Linked DNA regions of Mus musculus: region 2 is linked to region 1. Evidence: chromatin contacts called from public Hi-C data. All regions are on one chromosome and are shown on one strand. The core of a region is the stretch at or near the end of the contact, and the rest is flanking DNA. Distances in the headings are between cores, read along the strand shown. Region 1 holds the start of Opcml (opioid binding protein/cell adhesion molecule-like). Region 2 overlaps Opcml (opioid binding protein/cell adhesion molecule-like).

Evidence for each region. Hi-C and Micro-C count contacts between places; a contact is called where the count stands out from the background.
Region 2: a Hi-C map of the N1E-115 cell line shows a contact between it and region 1, with 3 times the contacts expected there. The contact joins the enhancer-like site here to the promoter of Opcml in region 1. A contact is called at or near these places in 3 of 39 promoter capture datasets (embryonic stem cells, pre-B cells and stem cell-derived epiblast-like cells), 2 of 484 Hi-C or Micro-C datasets (the N1E-115 cell line and embryonic stem cells), 2 of 115 datasets of contacts at active chromatin or transcription factors (embryonic fibroblasts and embryonic stem cells) and 4 of 9 other capture datasets (adipose tissue, embryonic stem cells, liver and 1 more).

What each region holds. Positions count from the first base shown.
Region 1 is chr9:27,789,637-27,793,002 of GRCm38.p6, forward strand. It overlaps Opcml (opioid binding protein/cell adhesion molecule-like), which reads left to right and starts at 1,663. Exons shown (of 8, transcript NM_177906.5): 1 at 1,663-1,810. The coding sequence starts at 1,750. It overlaps Gm39314 (a long non-coding RNA gene), which reads right to left and starts at 1,433. Exons shown (of 3, transcript XR_870601.1): 1 at 1,350-1,433.
Region 2 is chr9:27,828,627-27,831,992 of GRCm38.p6, forward strand. All of the region lies in intron 1 of Opcml (opioid binding protein/cell adhesion molecule-like), which reads left to right. Among named protein-coding and RNA genes, the nearest start is that of Opcml, 39 kb to the left of the region's middle. Within about 2 kb of position 1,760, at least 9 of the 459 cell types and tissues checked have an H3K27ac peak or open chromatin away from gene starts, as enhancers often do. A contact at or near this core is called in the N1E-115 cell line, where this site is marked.

The DNA.
Region 1 (3,366 bases), core at 413-2,912:
GTCACTGGTAGTTGCTGAACTGAAAATTTAGGGTACTGGTGTCTACGGGGTAGAACTCTGGTGGGGGCAGCTGAATTAACACCTGTACTTCCCTGTCCCATAGGCGGTGCTGGAAATACATCACAGAAACAACCAGGGAGGAAGGGAGAATGTCACCTGGAAAGTCACTCACATATAAGAAGTAGAGCACATGCACAGAGCTGGGGAGGAATCCCAGCAGGCATGGGGTCTTTGGAGAAAACCTGGTAACAGAGGTACTTTCTCCAGAACCTCCGTAATATCCAGTGCTCTTCTCACTGCCCTTTCACAGAGTTCAGGGGCCATGCAGCAGTGTGCAATTCACATTCCAGGGAGGACAGATAGAGTGTGTTTTGGCTGCCTTCTGTAGTGTTCCTATAAACTATGATTACACAGATGCAAATTGGATCATGGTGAAAGAAAGAAAGAAAGAAAGAAAGAAAGAAAGAAAGAAAGAAAGAAAGAAAGAAAGATTATTATTCCCTAGGCACTCAAGCCTCTTCTCTTTTCTTCCCCCGTCAGTCATTGGCCATTGAAGGAGGTGAAGGATGGCTGGCCCTCTGTTTCAGGTGAGCAGCCTGCAACTTTTTTTTTATTTAAATCTTTTGAAGAAAGAAAGAAAGAAAGAAAGAAAGAAAGAAGAAAGAAAGAAAGAGAGAGAGAGAAAGAGAGAAAAGAAAAAAGAAAGAAAAAAGAAGAAAGAAAGAAAGAAAGAAGAAAGAAGAAAGAAGAAAGGAAAAGGAAGGAAGGAAGGAAGGAAGGAAGGAAGGAAGGAAGGAAGGAAGGAAGGAAGGAAGGAAAAGAAAAGAAAGGTCAAAGTCACAGGCATGGCTGTGAGCCTTCTTCTGAGGACTTCTGCAAGTCTCTTCTTCCTTAAGACCTAATCTGGATGTCCCTATCTAAGTGTGCTGGGATCATGGCAATTGTTTGGGGTTTTGTCTTGGTAGAATTCCCTAATGCTCTAATTTGGGGGAGCTGGCTCAAATTAGATTCCCTGTATCTTTGATGAGAAAAAAAAAAAAAACCTGAACATGTCCATTTTCCAGCTGGGGAGTTAGGCTGCTTTCAAGTACTCTTGCTGGCGGGATGGGGACTTGATGCCTTTGAGCAGCCTGTGAGCAAAGCTCTGGCTGCATCCTGGGCTGGAGACCAGGAAGAAGGAATGATAAGGTCTTGGCATGAGCATTAGTCAATTTCTGCCAGGAAGCAGCCCTTTCCTGATCCTTGTGTCCCGAGACCTGCTGGGGTAAGATTTAGGAAAGGGCATTAGACCCCTCCTGCTGCCCACCCAGGAGCGGGTGTGCCCATGCGAAGCACACTGGCATACTCACACAGATCCCAGCAGTACTGCTGCGCGGTGAGGGGGGTGCGCAAGGGACAGGCTTCAACTCCCCTCGGAGTGGAGCCTTCCCAACAGGAAAGTCTCCCGGTGTCGCTCAGGAGAGTGGAGCCAATATGTGGCTTGGAGGTGGTCTGCTGTGCGCCCAGTGAAGATTGGTGCTAATGATTCTTAGCAGTTGTGTGTATGTGCAAGGGGAAAAAAAATCAGAGACGCTGTCTGCCTGCTCCCATCTCGCGCGCTCTCTCTCTCTTCTGCTCTCTCCCTCCCTTTGCAAACATTGGATTTAAACCTGCTCAGAATTCAGCACAGAGGAAGCAGCCTCGGTAGCAGCAGCAGTAGCAGCAGCACCAGCAGGAGCTAGCCGGGCCGCCGCGCACCACAGCCTCGAGATGTACCATCCCGCCTACTGGATCGTCTTCTCGGCCACCACTGCCCTGCTCTTCATCCCAGGTACCCAGCAAAGAAGGGTGTTTTCTCTCTCTGAGCAATGATGCCGCTGCTAGGGCAGAAGGGGAAGAGGGAGAGGCAAGGAGGAAAAGAGGGAGTGTAAGAGGCATGTGAGTAAGATAGGCTTGCCGCGTGTGCACACACACTCACTGGCTAGCTGGCTCTCAGGCAGACAGATGCCCACAGCAAGCGATTTGCTCCCTTCTCGGGAGAGCTGGGTTCGAGATCCGCACCGTGCTGCAAGGCGCTGCTGGTTCTGTGAAAGGCACAACTGGCATTGACCAGCTGTGGTCCCAAGGGTGACAGAAGAGGGGCTTAAACTCCGGGGCGCAAAAGCCTTCTTGAGCGCTGCTGTCGGGACCTGCAGCAGGAACTGGCATCCCGCTCAGTACTGGTCTCTGTTTTTCTGAATGTAGTAATCTCTGCGTCTCTGTTTCCTATGCTTTTTTCTTCCCCCCTTCCTGTTTTTTTTTCTCTCTTCCCAACGTTCTCTCCTCTCTTCTTTTCCATCCTTCTGAACCCTTCCCTTGATTCCCACTGCAGATCCCTACCTCCTTGTTTGCCTTCTCATTCTTTCACGAATTTTTCTCTACTGCATTTTTTTTTGTCTTAACACAATCCTTCCACCACCTCTTGTCCTTTCTTTATCCTTCCACCAAATGGGCAGATTGTGCCTTTGAAATCCACTTTCTCCTTCCTAATCATCACATCACAGCAGAGACATAAATTTTCCCTAGTAGATTTGATCTGGTCCAAGCCGGGCGAATGTTGGGAAATCTAATCCCAGTGGAGGGTTGCTAGAGTCCCAATGGTGGGCAGAGATGTTAATGCAGTGCTCTTTCTCACAGCACTTACTTGTTTGGGCAGACCAAGTCTGCAGTGACCCAGGTAAGATGCTTCAAGGCAACCTTCGCAACCCTCCCCAGTCAGCCTGCTAGACTCCTTGCAGACTCCCGCACATCTTAATAGGGTTGGTAATTGCTTCAGAGCCTTCTGCAAGCAGAGGACCATGCCTGCAGGCATCTTTCACACAATGCTGAAGGGGCTTGGAAGGCTTGCCAACATTTTAGGCAGCATCAAAGGGTCTCTGGGTCTTCCACACTAAACCTCACCCTTTAGGGGGCATTTCTTCCTCTCTCTCTCTCTCTCTCTCTCTCTCTCTCTCTCTCTCTCTCTCTCTCTCTCTCTCTTCCCTCTCTCTCCTCATGTTGCAAATGGAGATAGCATGTTTTCCGTTAAACATTAGCTTAGACCTAAATTCCCTTACATATGTACAGACATGAATGCCAATATTGTTAACCCTCACGTTCATAGGTGAAGCACATAATTCTTCATTTTATATTCAGGATGCCTCGGTGAGGTTTTCTTCCCTTTCATTTAAACCTAATTCTCCAAAGTTCTTCTAAGCTAACAAAGAAAATTAGAAAAAAAGAAAGGAACTTATTGGGATGAAAGAGAAAACTGATGATTTTTTAAAAAAGAAAAGATATCCCTTGTATAATGTTGCACCACTTTATTAAATACATTTTAATTCATTTGGAAATTTTATGCCTCCCCAT
Region 2 (3,366 bases), core at 510-3,009, 39 kb after region 1:
ATTGCAAGAATATCACCACCTAAATATGACCTGCACAATGACAGCACCAGTTGGGACACCAGTGTCAGCTCAGTCTCAAAGGGTCTAACCCCTCAGTGAAGAACCACAGGCAATAATGGCTGCTAAGAGAGGGAGACTCAGTGTTTTCCCAGGACAAGTCCTCTGATAAGCTATCCAATCCCAAGCACCATTAAACACACTCAGGAATTATATTCATGTGCAAGTAACAATAGTATTTGTAGAAGAGATCGTGGATCTGAGCATGAGAAGGGGTGGAAGTTAGAGGCATTGGAGAATGGAGAGGAGTGGAAATGATGTAAATAGAGTTCATATATGAAATTCTCTGAAATTCTAAATATATACCATATACACATATGTGTTTGGAATGGAATTAAATCTGTGTTGGAGCTGCTATATTAGGATGGTAAAAGAGACTACTAGGCAGGGAGAGCAATTGCTTTTCACTCTCTTTTACAGTGCCTGAGCAAGATTTCCTAGAAGGATGCTTTCTTCCACAGTAATCTCCCTCCCACCCACACTCTACCATCAGTGCTTCTGGAGACTCCCCACCCCCCATTCTTCACTCTCCATCAGATAAAGGTTGCACAGAGTTGGCACCTGCAGGGAGCTTGATGCCTTCTGCTGTCCTCCGTGGACAGGGACCATTTGCTCTCCATTCGTGACTGTGCAGTAATCAGACATGGCCCTGTTTCACTTCTCAGCCTGGGGTTGGAGGATTTGGACAAATAATAGAACTCAGTTTGCTCACACGTGAAATGGCAATAATGTTCCTACCCATTACTTAGAGTTGTATGTATATCTCTTTGTACCTACGGAGGATGCTCCTAGGACACTCAGATACAATGGAGCGTTCGCATGGAACCTATGCACATCCGCTGGTGTGCTTTCAAGCATCTCCAGGTAGCTCTTTATACCTACCGTATTGTCAATGCTATGTAATACTGATTATGCTGTCTGCTTTGAGGAACAATGACAAGGGGAAAGTGAGCTATATGCAGAGCAGACACAAGCCTAAAACTAATTATGCAGTCCAGGAAGAGATTGTGGCTCAGTGCGAAGCACAGAGCTACAGCAAAGTGTGCCCATGCATCATGTGTTTGTGAGCTCAGCAGAGCACTCAGTACAACACACATTCAAGGTTTGCCCCAAAGAAATACCATGGGTCTTCAATTTTCCTAACTGCTTTTGATCTTTAGCTAGTTGTAGATCATTCCATCCAAGAGCCATCCAAACCTTCATCCCCAGAAGTATCCCTGTATTTCTAGTGACCTCATGGTTGCCCCTTTACCCTGTTTATTTTGTAGGGTATACTCCCAGTGCAGCCACTGTGCAATGTAATGACAGATGAAAGGTTCCATAGGACTTTAATTCTCATATGGCTTGAGCCTATGATCCCGTTCATGCCTCACATCTGACACTTTATTTAACCTATCCTGGGAATTGTTTAAGTTTTAGGCAGATTTAGGTAATGAGCTAGGAGAAGAATGTGTTATATTTCTAGGTAAAAGAGTTTTAGTTATACCTGGCCTGGATGAGTAAAGCAGGCTCTAGAGAGGCCAGTACATTTTGTGCTAGGCTTCCCCACGTCCTCTATGTGACTCTTTCCTGGGTAGTTCTTACTCTGGATGCTCTTCACTACCCCTGGCTCTCTGCTTCCTTTGACTAACTTCAGCTCTGGCCCCTTCACAATGGGCTCCAGTGTTATCTCTACTTCTCTCCCAGAAATGGAGTGACAATGGAGAACTCCAGCTCTCCCTGGTGAAACAGAGTGTGTGTGATTGAGACCCTCGTCCATGTTGGACTTTGCACCAGACCCTCTTGAGCTTCCGACTGTTTTAGAGAAGTTGGGAGTGAAGAATCATCTACATTCAAGCACTGCAGCCTGCAGCTGGCCCTGCATCCTCTTACGCCCTTCTTGCAGCGCAGAGATGCTCCTTTGTGTGGGTCTTGGTACAGCCAGGCCTGTAATTTATACAAGTGCAGCTGATGTTCCCTTTTAAATTGACAAAAGCAGAGGATAGAGCCTGGGAAGCCCCCCTGACCCCAGAGCCCTGGTCGCTGAAAATTACAGGCAGTGTACAGTGCACTGCCTCTTGATGCGCTGGCAGTGGGAGATGGTGGTTAATTTGCCAAGACTCAGAGGTGACCCAGGTTTAATAAAGAGGATTAATGGATTTGAGCAAAAGGTCGTGGCTGTTTCAAGCAGATAGCCTCTTCCTTCTAAGACTGTTTGCAGGCTCTCACTTAGTTTCTTCTCTTTGGGGAAATAGCTCAGCTGCCTATTTAAAGAGCCCTACCCCTACCTTTCTTTTGTGACAGTACCTGGTCCTTCAACAATATGCAAAACCAAGGGTGTGAGGCACACTCCTTATCCACAAAAGCAACCCAAATTCATCATCTCACTGGAAGCTGGCAAGATTTCCCATCTATCAAGAGAACATTTTGTAGCGACCATCAACACTGTTAGTAATATCATACATACTTTGGGTATTGCCCTTCCCCTTGCTGTGACTTCATCTTCTGGAATAAGAGGATGAGTTGATTGGATTTGTGATTGATGTATAACTGACACACCTGCCAAAGCAGGACAAAACCTGGGAATATGGTATGAGCTTATGACCGTAGCACACTGGAAGCTGAGGCAGGAGGATTGCCAGGAGTTTGAAGCCACTCTGGGCAAAATAAGTGAGCCAGGCTTATACGGCAAGACTGGCTTATGGAAGATAAAGCAGAACAAATAAATAAAAATAGGAGAGAAACAAGAGGAAGAAATATTTAAAAATATTTAACTCCTTTGAAATATTCTTTTTGTGTTTTTGTTTTTGTTGTTGCTTCTTCAAGACAGGGTTTCTCTGTGTATCCTTTACTGTCCTAGAACTAGCTCTATAGACCAGACTAGCCTATGAACCCACAGGGATCTGCTTGCCTCTACCTCCTGAATGCTGGGACTAAAGATGTGTGGCACTGCTGCTCAGCTCCTTTTGAAATATTTTTACCAAACACTATGCAGAGTTCAGTTGACATTTGTAAGAAACATTTTACACTTGCTCATGTGTGTAGGGTGTGGCCAAAATGAATGCCTGGGATGCAGAGGGACTTCATTATGGTGCTGTGTTTAATTCATCCTTACCTTATACTTGTCTCTACATTTGAGTGTTATTGTGTTAGATTGTCACCATGGGCCTGAGCATGGGTTCCTCAGGATTCTGGGCTCCTGTGTGTGCCTGGAAGGAGGGAGTCACCTGCCCTGGCATTGTGAGATCTAGCCTCAGGGCTGTTCACTGCTCTTGAGTTCCTGTTTATCATTCCCCAGGCAGTGGGTAGGATGAGGGAATGAGACATGGT